Linked DNA regions of Sus scrofa: regions 2 and 3 are each linked to region 1. The links are chromatin contacts, called in public HiChIP or PLAC-seq maps. All regions are on one chromosome and are shown on one strand. The core of a region is the stretch at or near the end of the contact, and the rest is flanking DNA. Distances in the headings are between cores, read along the strand shown.

What was found. HiChIP or PLAC-seq counts read pairs in DNA pulled down with a chosen protein or histone mark.
Region 2: a contact with region 1 is called in an H3K27ac HiChIP or PLAC-seq map of skeletal muscle. The contact joins the enhancer-like site here to the promoter of QKI in region 1. A contact is called at or near these places in 7 of 47 Hi-C or Micro-C datasets (alveolar macrophages, embryonic fibroblasts, fetal liver and 4 more) and 2 of 2 datasets of contacts at active chromatin or transcription factors (alveolar macrophages and skeletal muscle).
Region 3: an H3K27ac HiChIP or PLAC-seq map of alveolar macrophages shows a contact between it and region 1. The contact joins the enhancer-like site here to the promoter of QKI in region 1. A contact is called at or near these places in 1 of 5 promoter capture datasets (liver), 8 of 47 Hi-C or Micro-C datasets (adipocytes, embryonic fibroblasts, fetal liver and 3 more) and 2 of 2 datasets of contacts at active chromatin or transcription factors (alveolar macrophages and skeletal muscle).

What each region holds. Positions count from the first base shown.
Region 1 is chr1:4,881,687-4,884,758 of Sscrofa11.1, forward strand. QKI (QKI, KH domain containing RNA binding) reads right to left here and starts at 1,555. Exons shown (of 8, transcript NM_001007195.1): 1 at 1,414-1,555. The coding sequence starts at 1,555.
Region 2 is chr1:4,264,039-4,267,110 of Sscrofa11.1, forward strand. No RefSeq gene overlaps it. Among named protein-coding and RNA genes, the nearest start is that of QKI, 620 kb to the right of the region's middle. Within about 2 kb of position 1,638, at least 12 of the 83 cell types and tissues checked have an H3K27ac peak or open chromatin away from gene starts, as enhancers often do. A contact at or near this core is called in embryonic fibroblasts and skeletal muscle, where this site is marked.
Region 3 is chr1:4,361,428-4,364,499 of Sscrofa11.1, forward strand. No RefSeq gene overlaps it. Among named protein-coding and RNA genes, the nearest start is that of QKI, 520 kb to the right of the region's middle. Within about 2 kb of position 1,569, at least 2 of the 83 cell types and tissues checked have an H3K27ac peak or open chromatin away from gene starts, as enhancers often do. A contact at or near this core is called in alveolar macrophages, where this site is marked.

The sequences.
Region 1 (3,072 bases), core at 305-2,804:
GCAAAAAAATGTGTTCGCAGTACGAGTTTGGTTCGTACAAAAAAGTACAAAATCTAACAGTTCTGTACTTTTAAGTTGTTTCTGTGACTTTCAAAACAAGAAAAGCTCCAGGGATTCTTCTTTAACCACCTTTTATCACGGAGACATTTCCGGTCTTTTGTTCTTTCGCGACATCCCAACTCTCTAATGTTCAGATTCCTTTTTCTCCAGCTCTATATGGTTAAAATTCCTCAAAATTCTTGTGAAAAATCTGGAATCCATTGTTCATTGTATAAAATATACTTTTCCGTTTTCGTTTAACAGTCCTCCGGGGATGCTTCTACACAGAAAAGAGAAACTCCTTGCTACTCGACTTTCAAAACAGACATTTTTGTTGGTCATATTTTTCCCTCGGCGTCCACAGACGTGCACAGCGACCAGAAATTAACACTCCGGGTCACTGCTACAAGACCTTGTTAAAGTAATTCCAGAGTGGGTCAAAATTAATCTTCTCGACATTCGTCGCTCCTCACAGCTCTCCACCAACACAGCGTTTTGGCAAACTTTTACTCGTTTTTATCGTCGCCCTTTCAAACGTCTTGATTTCCTGTCTTGCAAACTAAGGCAACGGCGTCCTCGGGAGAAGCTCTCCGCCGAAGTTCTTTGAAACTCGGGATTACGTTTACACTTGTCCTCGCGGTATTTCGCGTTCACACCCCCCCCCGAAGTGAAGTTAAACTCCCCAACAGTTCTCGCTTCCCCAAACAAAAGGACAAAAAGTGCTTTCCGCTGTCATTCGGTCCTCGCCCCGGGCTGAAGCGGCGTTACTCTCGGTCGGCTGTGGAACCCCTCTCAATTAGCGAGCCCACGCTACTCCCCTCGAGTACTCACAAGCCACGCAAACTTCGAAAAACCCAAAGCCCCACGGCATCTCCCAGTGGGGGAAGCGCCGGCGACCCGCGGGAAGGCCCCTCGGGAGCGGCCCCGAGCCGGTGTCCTTCAGGCGCCCGCGGGGCGCGGGGCGGGCAGGCCGGGCCGCTCCCCCGGAGGCCCGCGAGGCTGCGGGCCGTCGCGGTGCTCGCAGGCGCGGCCGGGAGCCGGGGCGCAGCAGGGCCGGCCTGCAGGCTCCCCCAGCGCTCCGACGCCGGCGCCCAGGCCGGCCCGGGCGGGGCGCGGGGGCCGGGACCCGGGGCCCAGGGGCCGGGGGGGGGGGGCGTCCCGCCCGCAGGTCCCGCCCGCGCCCCGGCCCCGGCGCGCCCCGCGAGCCCGGCCTCGGCGCCGCCTCCGTGCGCCCCGCCCGGGCCTCTCCGTCCCCGGGCGCACGGTCCCCGCCGGCCGCGACCTTCCCGCCCTCCCCACTCCGGCGGGCGTCGGGTCCCGGGAAGAGGGGCCGCCGCCCGGGCGCGGGCCCGAGGGGCCGGCGAGGCGACTCACCTTCGTCCAGCAGCCGCTCGAGGTGGTTGAAGATCCCGCAGAAGTTGGGCAGGCTGCTCATGAGCTTCTTGTCGTTCATCAGCTGCATCAGGTAATCTGGGGTGGGCTTCGGCTTCTCCTTCGTTTCCATTTCCCCGACCATATTCCAGGCTCCGCAGCTCACTCCGCCCGCCGCCGCCGCCGGAGAGGAGGGAGGGGCGGGGAGCCCCGGCCGCCGGCCGCTCGGGACTCGGCGTCCCGCTCCGCTCCGCTCCCGCGCCGGGCGCCGGGGCGGCCGGACCGCGCGCTCGCCGCGCTCTCCCCGCCCCCGCAGGCACTTTCCGCCCGCGGCCCGACGCGCTCCCGGCCCGCCGCCGCTCCTCGGCCGCCGGCTCGGCGCGTCCCTCACGAGGCCGGCGGGCGGGAGGCGGGTCTCCGCGGGCCGAGTGCGGGCGCGGGCCGCTCGGCGCCGGACGAGGAGGAGCCGGGCCGCCGCCGCTCGCTCGGCTGGTCGCGCCCGCTCAGCCGCCGCCGCCGCCTCTGCCGCGGGCTCGGGGTCTCTCTGGGCTGGTCCCCGCCGCGGCCGCCTCTGCCGCTGCCGCCGCGCTCTGACTCCGCTCCTCCTCTTCCTCCTCCTCCTCGCCTCCTCCTCCTCCTCACTCACTTGGCGGCGGAGTTCGCCTCAGTTCAGGCGGCGCTGCCAGCGGCGGCGGCGGCGGCGGCGCGGGGGGAGGGGCGGCGGCGCGGGGAGGGCCGGGGGCGGGCGGCGGGCGGGGCCGCGCAGGGCGGCCGTTAGCGGGGCCCGGCCGGCGCGCTCCTCCTCCCGCCGCCGCCGCCCCCCGCAGCCCCCGGCCCAGGCGCCGCCGCCGCCGAGCCGTCGCCCTCCGGCGGGGTGGGCGGCCTGAAGGGCCGGCGGCGGGCAGCGTGACGGAGGCGGCGCGGGGCGAGCCGGCCTGGGCGCCGGGGTGGGCGCCCCGGGCGAGCAGGAGCGGAGGGAGGGGCCGCTGCGGGGCCGACGGACGGGGGAGGGCGCCGGGTGGCTGTGCTTTCGACTGGGGCGGGGGCGCGGGCCGCGTCGCCTCGCGCTCCCCGCTGCCGGCCGGCTCGTCTGGCGGGCGCGGTCGGGCTGTGGCGTTTGGTGAGAGGGATTTCCAGCGGGACGGGCTACGGCGCGCCAGGGCTGCGCTCGCCGCCGCACGGCCCCATCCTCTCCCCCGTTATTATGGTTCTTTAAAAGCCTCCCAACCACCCTCCCCGCCACCCCGAAAAAAAATTTTTTTTAACGTCCTGTTGCTTCACGGGGGACTTTCGGGGTGGGCGTCACGTGGCCCGACACGTAGCCGTAAGGTCCGAGAGCGCGTGCGTGCGTCGAGGCCGGCGGCCACGCCCCTTCCGAGGGTCGCCCCGCCCCCGCTGGGGCCCCGCGAGCGAAGGGGGAGGTGCGGGGCCTGCCGCGCGCCTGCGTGGGGCGGGCGGGGGAGGGGGCGCGCCGGCGGGAAGGGGGAGAGCGAGGATGGGGCCGATCCCCGAGTGTTGGTGCGGAGAGCCCTGTGCGCAGCGGCCGGGCCGTCGGACCCTTGGTGGTGGTGGGGAAGTAGAGGGGTCTTCGCTCCCTGCCCCACGCTGTAACGATTGTGTTGCCCCGAGTCCTCCTGCGCAGGACGTGTTCACGATGGGCTC
Region 2 (3,072 bases), core at 388-2,887, 620 kb before region 1:
ATTCGGACCTACAGCTGGAACTTCCAGCGTGGGGCGGGAGATAAAGTTCACCATTGTTAGCTCACAAGTGCCTCAGACTTCCTGGCAACTGCCGTGAATTACTGAGTCATTTATGCAGGCCTTCAGAAACAGTCCACTGTCTCCCAACAAAAAAGGCATTCAGGAAGGGAGCAATGGTCCTGGAGAGCCGGCTTTAGCACGGTGAATGGACTCCGGGCCCCCCAAGTCAATGGCCTCTGTGGGAAAGGCCCTGATGTCACCGCGAATGCATTTTCAGGGTTCTGCCCTGCTTTCCCCTGCTCTCTCCCCTTCTTGGGTGCTGCCCTGTGTTCTTTTTCTCCTCTTTCTCACTCTGGCTGCCTCCCTCCTGCTTCTTTGAGGCCATTATATTTTTTTCAAAGTTTAGAACTCAAACCCAGCAAAGGTTGCAGACCACATGACTGCCATGGTAACACATGGGGGCTTTGGCACTTCAGATTTTGCATAAAAAGTGGAAAATGTTTGAAAGGGAGGGCAAGAATGAAAGGGGGAAGGAAGCCAGTAGGTCCCACATGGGGGTGGTGTCGGCTGGGAAAGGACAGAGCCAATGGGAAGGAGGCCTGTGGAGGGGGCTTGAGAAGGAAATTTATAATCCTTTGCATTCAAAACTTAGAGAGAAAGACAGAAAGAAAGAGAGATAGAAAAGAAAGGAAGAAAAGATAAAGCTCTGTGCTTCTGATGGACGGAGAAATGTAGAAGGAGAATGACAGAATTTCCGCAAGAAATGAGGTCATGCTTTTGAAAACGTACCCAATTACATGGTTTAGGGGAAACTTTCAAAACGCTGCCTGGCTCCTCAAAAAGAAAGTCAGAAAGGAGAGGAGAAGTCTCATACAATGTGTGACCTGGATGGAAAGAAAGCAGAAAACAAGCTGGCGTATTTTCAAGAACACCCAAGGCTCTGATGTCCCCTGGTGTCAAAGGGCTATGGACATAAACGCTAAGTTGTCTAGTTCTGTTCTGAATTCTGCTTCTTGAAGGACCTGAGCTCTCACATATGGTATCAGGAGTGTCTGACAAAACAGGTGGTTAGCTGAGGTCTGGAGACCAAATCACGCAATGCCTGGCTGACACGCAAGATCCTGTCCCGAGTGAAAGGAAAGGGATGTACTCCTAGCACAAAGTGGCAGCCTAGTTACCAAGTGTCTCACCCAAGAGGACATGAGGAAGTGTCCTGATGGGGGAGGGTCCTTGATGGTGTGATGATTCAGGCATTTGGAGTCAGTAAAGAGAAGGGTATTTAAAAAGACCGGACTTGGCTGGTTTTTATTCAGTTGCAAAGATGCCCTAGAGGTGACAGTGAAAAAATGAGGGGAGTTAACAACAATTAAAGGCTAAGCATGAGAGTCAGTCTGCCCCTTTGGTAGCTCCCTAAGAGGCTCTGAGACAGAAAAGAAGGCATGGCTGAGAAGCAGACTCAGAGTTGCTGGAGCTTAGAGCTGCAGAAATGTTTAAATACTCACATAAGTCAAGTCTGTGATGCTAAGGGAGATGTCCCAGACCAAAACTGGAGGATCCTGAAACATGAGACGGGACATCCGAGTGGGTGGCCTGAGCATTTTCGCACTGCCAAAGCCTTGAGATCTCAGAGCTTGCAGTGTTTGTGCCCGCTCCCTGCTGAGAGCTAGCACACTGTCAGGTAGGAACACACTGCAGAGGCCTCTCCCTGCAAAGCTGTACAGGCTCTGGTCCCATAGGAGTTGACCCCACCACCTGGTCTGACTGCTCAGTTGATACCAGCAAAACCTGCCTTGGAATGAGACCTGTGGGAGCAACACAAGCAGAACCCATAGGCATGAGTGAGCTGCATGAGCCTTTTGGGTGTGAGTTTGCCTTTCTTGTCCACAGAGCCTCGGCAGCACTGGCCCCTGCCCAGAGAACAGGGTGTGGAAGTTAGCCCATGACCAGGGAATCCTTTGGCCATGTCATATGCCACATGGTTCAGAGGCAGTCAGCCTCCAGGGGCCTGGAGCAGCCTACAGAAGGCCCAGCATAGGGCAGCTTGGAGGCCATGCTCTGGGGGAACACAGCCTGCATACTACTCAGGACTTTCCATGTGATGAGGGGGTCTCTGAAAGGAGGAAGACATGGGTCAGGGAACCAAGGGGTGGACGCGGTCATGGACGCACTGGTATGATTCCATATGTCCCACAAACGGAATCTGCACTTCCATTGCTGCAACTCTGGGAACTTCAGGTTGGAAGGTCCTAGTTGCCTTTGCCAGGGAGCATAGAAGAGGTTCCACTGAACCACAGGTGTGCGTATCACCTGGATACATGGACTTCTGAGGCCCAAGGACCAGCAGGGAGAAGTGGAGTTGCCTTTGGGATGAGGAAATTGATCCTGATCAGCCCAGGAAGCTGAGACTGCTTCTCCACAGTAGGGCAGGGAAGAGTTGGCTGTCTCCTGCTGTCCTCTTGTCCAGCTAGAGCCGTGAATGGACACAGGTAACTACCTTGGCCAGAGAAGGGCTCAAATCCCTCAGGAATGAAGGTGTTAGTCATCCTACCAGGTCGGTCACCAAAAGGGTGGTGTCCTCCCAAAGAGCTTATTAAAGTCCTAACCCCTGATGCCTGGGGAGGTGTCATTGGAAACAGAGATTTGAGAGAGGTAAGCTAGTTAAAATGAGTTCATACTGAATTGGGGTTGATCTTAATCCAGTACAGTAGGCGTCCTGATAAGAAGAGGAGAAAAGAAACAGACCACGTGGAAACAGAGGCAGCAGAGATGGGAGTGATGCTCCCACAAGCCAAGAAGTGCCCAGGGGGGCCAGAAGCTGGAAGATGCAGGAAGGATACCCCCTTTAAAGGCTTCAGAGGAGGACTGTCCAGCTGACACGCTGATTTTGGAATTAGAACCTCCACAACCAGAGGGAATTCCTATTGTTTTAGGCCATCCAGTTTGTGATACTTCATTTCAGCACCCATGGGAATCTTTTCTTTGTTGTTTTAAATGTAATCATTTTTTATGGCTGCACCTGCGGCATGATGGAAGTTCCCAAGCTAGGGAAGACTGGGGAGGGGGGCCTTGAGG
Region 3 (3,072 bases), core at 319-2,818, 520 kb before region 1:
CCCTCAGTCTATGGCTGTCTCTTTACAGTTTTTGAACGTCTGTCATGGAGCTGACTTCACATTTCCATCTCTCAAGCATCATTTCTCTTTCTCCTTGAAGTCCAGTGTTTTGAAAACTAATGTTACCTATGTTTTGTCCAGTTCTATGCCTTTTTTCAGATAACAGACAATTATTTCAAATGCATACCATATTACCTAGAAACTAAAGGTCGACATGTACATTTGGTTTGAAATTACCAAAACGTGCATTTGTTTAAAAGTATTGCCTGATTTTAACAGGTTTTTGAAATAATATACACATAAGTATATATTTTATTCAAAAGGTATTTAGAGAATAATTACTGTCATGTGGGAATCTGAATTTTTTTTTTTGAACTTTGAGTTTTCCAAGTCAATTCTACTCCAGTAAATTTATTTTTTAATTTTTTTTAAAAAGGGGGTTTTCAAATTTTTAAAAAAGTTCCTTTGAAAAAGTTAGGAAACCTCAAGACCAAGGACTAGCCAAGATGCAAGAAACCTTAAAAGTGGTTATACTTAAGCAATTACTACCTTGGGATAAATTAGCTTCTAAGAGAATGCTTTAAGTTAGTTGTTTCACAAAAACAAAGAAAAAGTTCAAAATTCAGAGGTTACTAACTAGTGACCCAAGAATAAATTCTGTCCTCAGACATCTTTTTTTGTAGCCTACATGGGGCATTTGAAATTTTGAAATCATCATCAGTGGTTATAAATTGAGAAACTTCAGAAAAAAGTCCAAATTTCTGGTTTTCTTGAACATTTCTGGCAACAATCAAGCAAGAAGTGGTCAAGCTTTTGTGCCATATTTTAGATTCCACATATGAATCATATCATATGGTATTTGTCTTTCTCTGACTTACTTGGCTCAGTATGAGAATCCCTAGTTGCATCCATGTTGCTGGAGATGGCATTATTTTTTGTGCTTTTATGGCTGAATAGTATTCCATTGTATATATGCACCACATTTAGAATGGATACGGAAGCGTTCCCATTGTGGCACAGCAGAAATAAATCCAACTAGGAACCATGAGGTTGCAGGTTGGATCCCTGGCCTCGATCAGCTGGTCAAGGATCCAGCATTGCTGTGAGCTGTGGTGTAGGTCAAAGACTCGACTCAGATCTGGTGTTGCTGTGGCTGTGGTGTAGGCCAGCAGCTGTAGCTCCAATTAGACCCCTAGCCTGGAAACCTCCATATGCCATGGGTGTAGCCCTAAAAAGACAAAAAGACAAAAAAAAAAAAATAGAATGGATAAGCAATGAGATCCTACTGTACAGCAAAGGAAACTTTATCCGATCTCTTTGGATAGACCATGATGGAAAGTAGTATAAGAAAAAGAACGTAAATATGTGTGTGACTGGGTCACTGTGCTGTACAATAGAATTTGACACAACACTGTAAAGCAACTATACTCATAAAATTTTTAAAAAGTTAAAAAAAAAAAGAAGTGGTCAAGCAGCTTCCTGTTTTCTCTCAGAATCCACATTAGATGGACACTCATGTTCAGTTGTGCAAGGACATGACTCTGAAACTCTCTGGCTCCTGCCCTTTGCACACCCACCAAGTCCCTGGGAGAGGCTGGAGGGTTTATGTGGGTGAGCAAAGAGTGTGTAGAGGGACCAGGGCTGGGGCTGAGGGCAAGGACCAGGCAGGGGAAGTCCAGGCAGTGCTCAACTGCCCTCTAGCTTGGGACCATCCTTGGGGACCAGAGTGCAGAGAAGCCCCAGGACTCTGCTTCCTGGGAAGCGTTGGGACCAGCACCCAGCCTGACCCTCTGGAGGTGAGGTTACCTCTCCATAGAAGCAGTTTCTGTACTGGTGTCCAAGTGCTGCCTTTACAAATCGCCACAAACTGAATAGTTTGAAACAGAAATTTATCCTTTCAGAGTTCAGAAAGTCGACGTCTGAAGTCAAAATTTTGGCAGGGTCATTTCCTCTAGAGCTCTGAGGGAGAATCACTCTGATGGCTGCAGGCAATTGCTGACCTTTCTGGCGTGTAGCTGCGTACGGTCAGTCGCGCACCCAGATGGCTCTTCCCCTCTCTGTACGTGCCCTGCTCGACCAGTGCCTGCTTCACCCACACCTGCTCAGCAGGCTGACCTTCCGACACACTTGCCCCGGCCCAGCTCGTGAGGACTTAGAGAGCATCTCCACCCTGATGGCTTATCAAAGTGGGGGGCCGGGGGGCTCTGCTGCTTTCCCTGGTAACTGAGGAGCCAAACTGACATCAATTCCCCCATTCCTGGCAACCCCCCCACCCCAGGAGGGAAGACGGCTGCCATGTCCTGCCCAGCTTCCACCGCACATGATGGTATTGCTCCAGAACTGGCTTCAGACCTGTACGCGCCCCCATCCATCAAGCCACCCAGCTCTACGGCTGACTCCAGGCTCTAGTCAGTCTAGGGCTGGGCAAGTTTGGGACTTGCAGGCTGTGGGGTGCAGCCCAAGAAGATACATCACTCTAACCTCTGTTTCCACCTGTTTCTTTGCATGGCCTTCTCTGTATAGCTGTGTCCCAAATGTTCCCCTTCTTTCTTTTATAAAGACACCAGTAATTGGATTTGAGGCTCATCGTAAATCCAGAATAATTTCATCTCCAGATCCTAATCATAATTACATCTGCCAAGACCCTATTTCCAAATAAGGTCAAGCTCACAAGTAGGGGAGTTGGGACCTAGACACACCTTGCGAGCTATCCGTAACTCAATCCACTAGAGTTTCTTTTTTTAAAAAAAAAAAGGATGATGGTAGGTGTTACTAAGCTCTCCTGCTTGATTTTCTCACTTAATACTAGTACATAGTGAGATTTCTATTTTCATAATATATAATGCTTACTTTGGGTTTGGTTTTGCCAAATAAGAACAAGGGCTGCAATAAACATTTTTGTTAACATGGTCTTACCGTCTGATACTTTGTTTCTATGGAATAGGTTCTTGCACATGGCACTGCGATGTTAAGGATATTAGTTTAAGAGTTAACAGAACTTTCCAGATTGCTTTCCAAGAAGGATGAAACAATTCAAATTTCCACTAAAAATTTGAGGGTACAGTTTTCTCA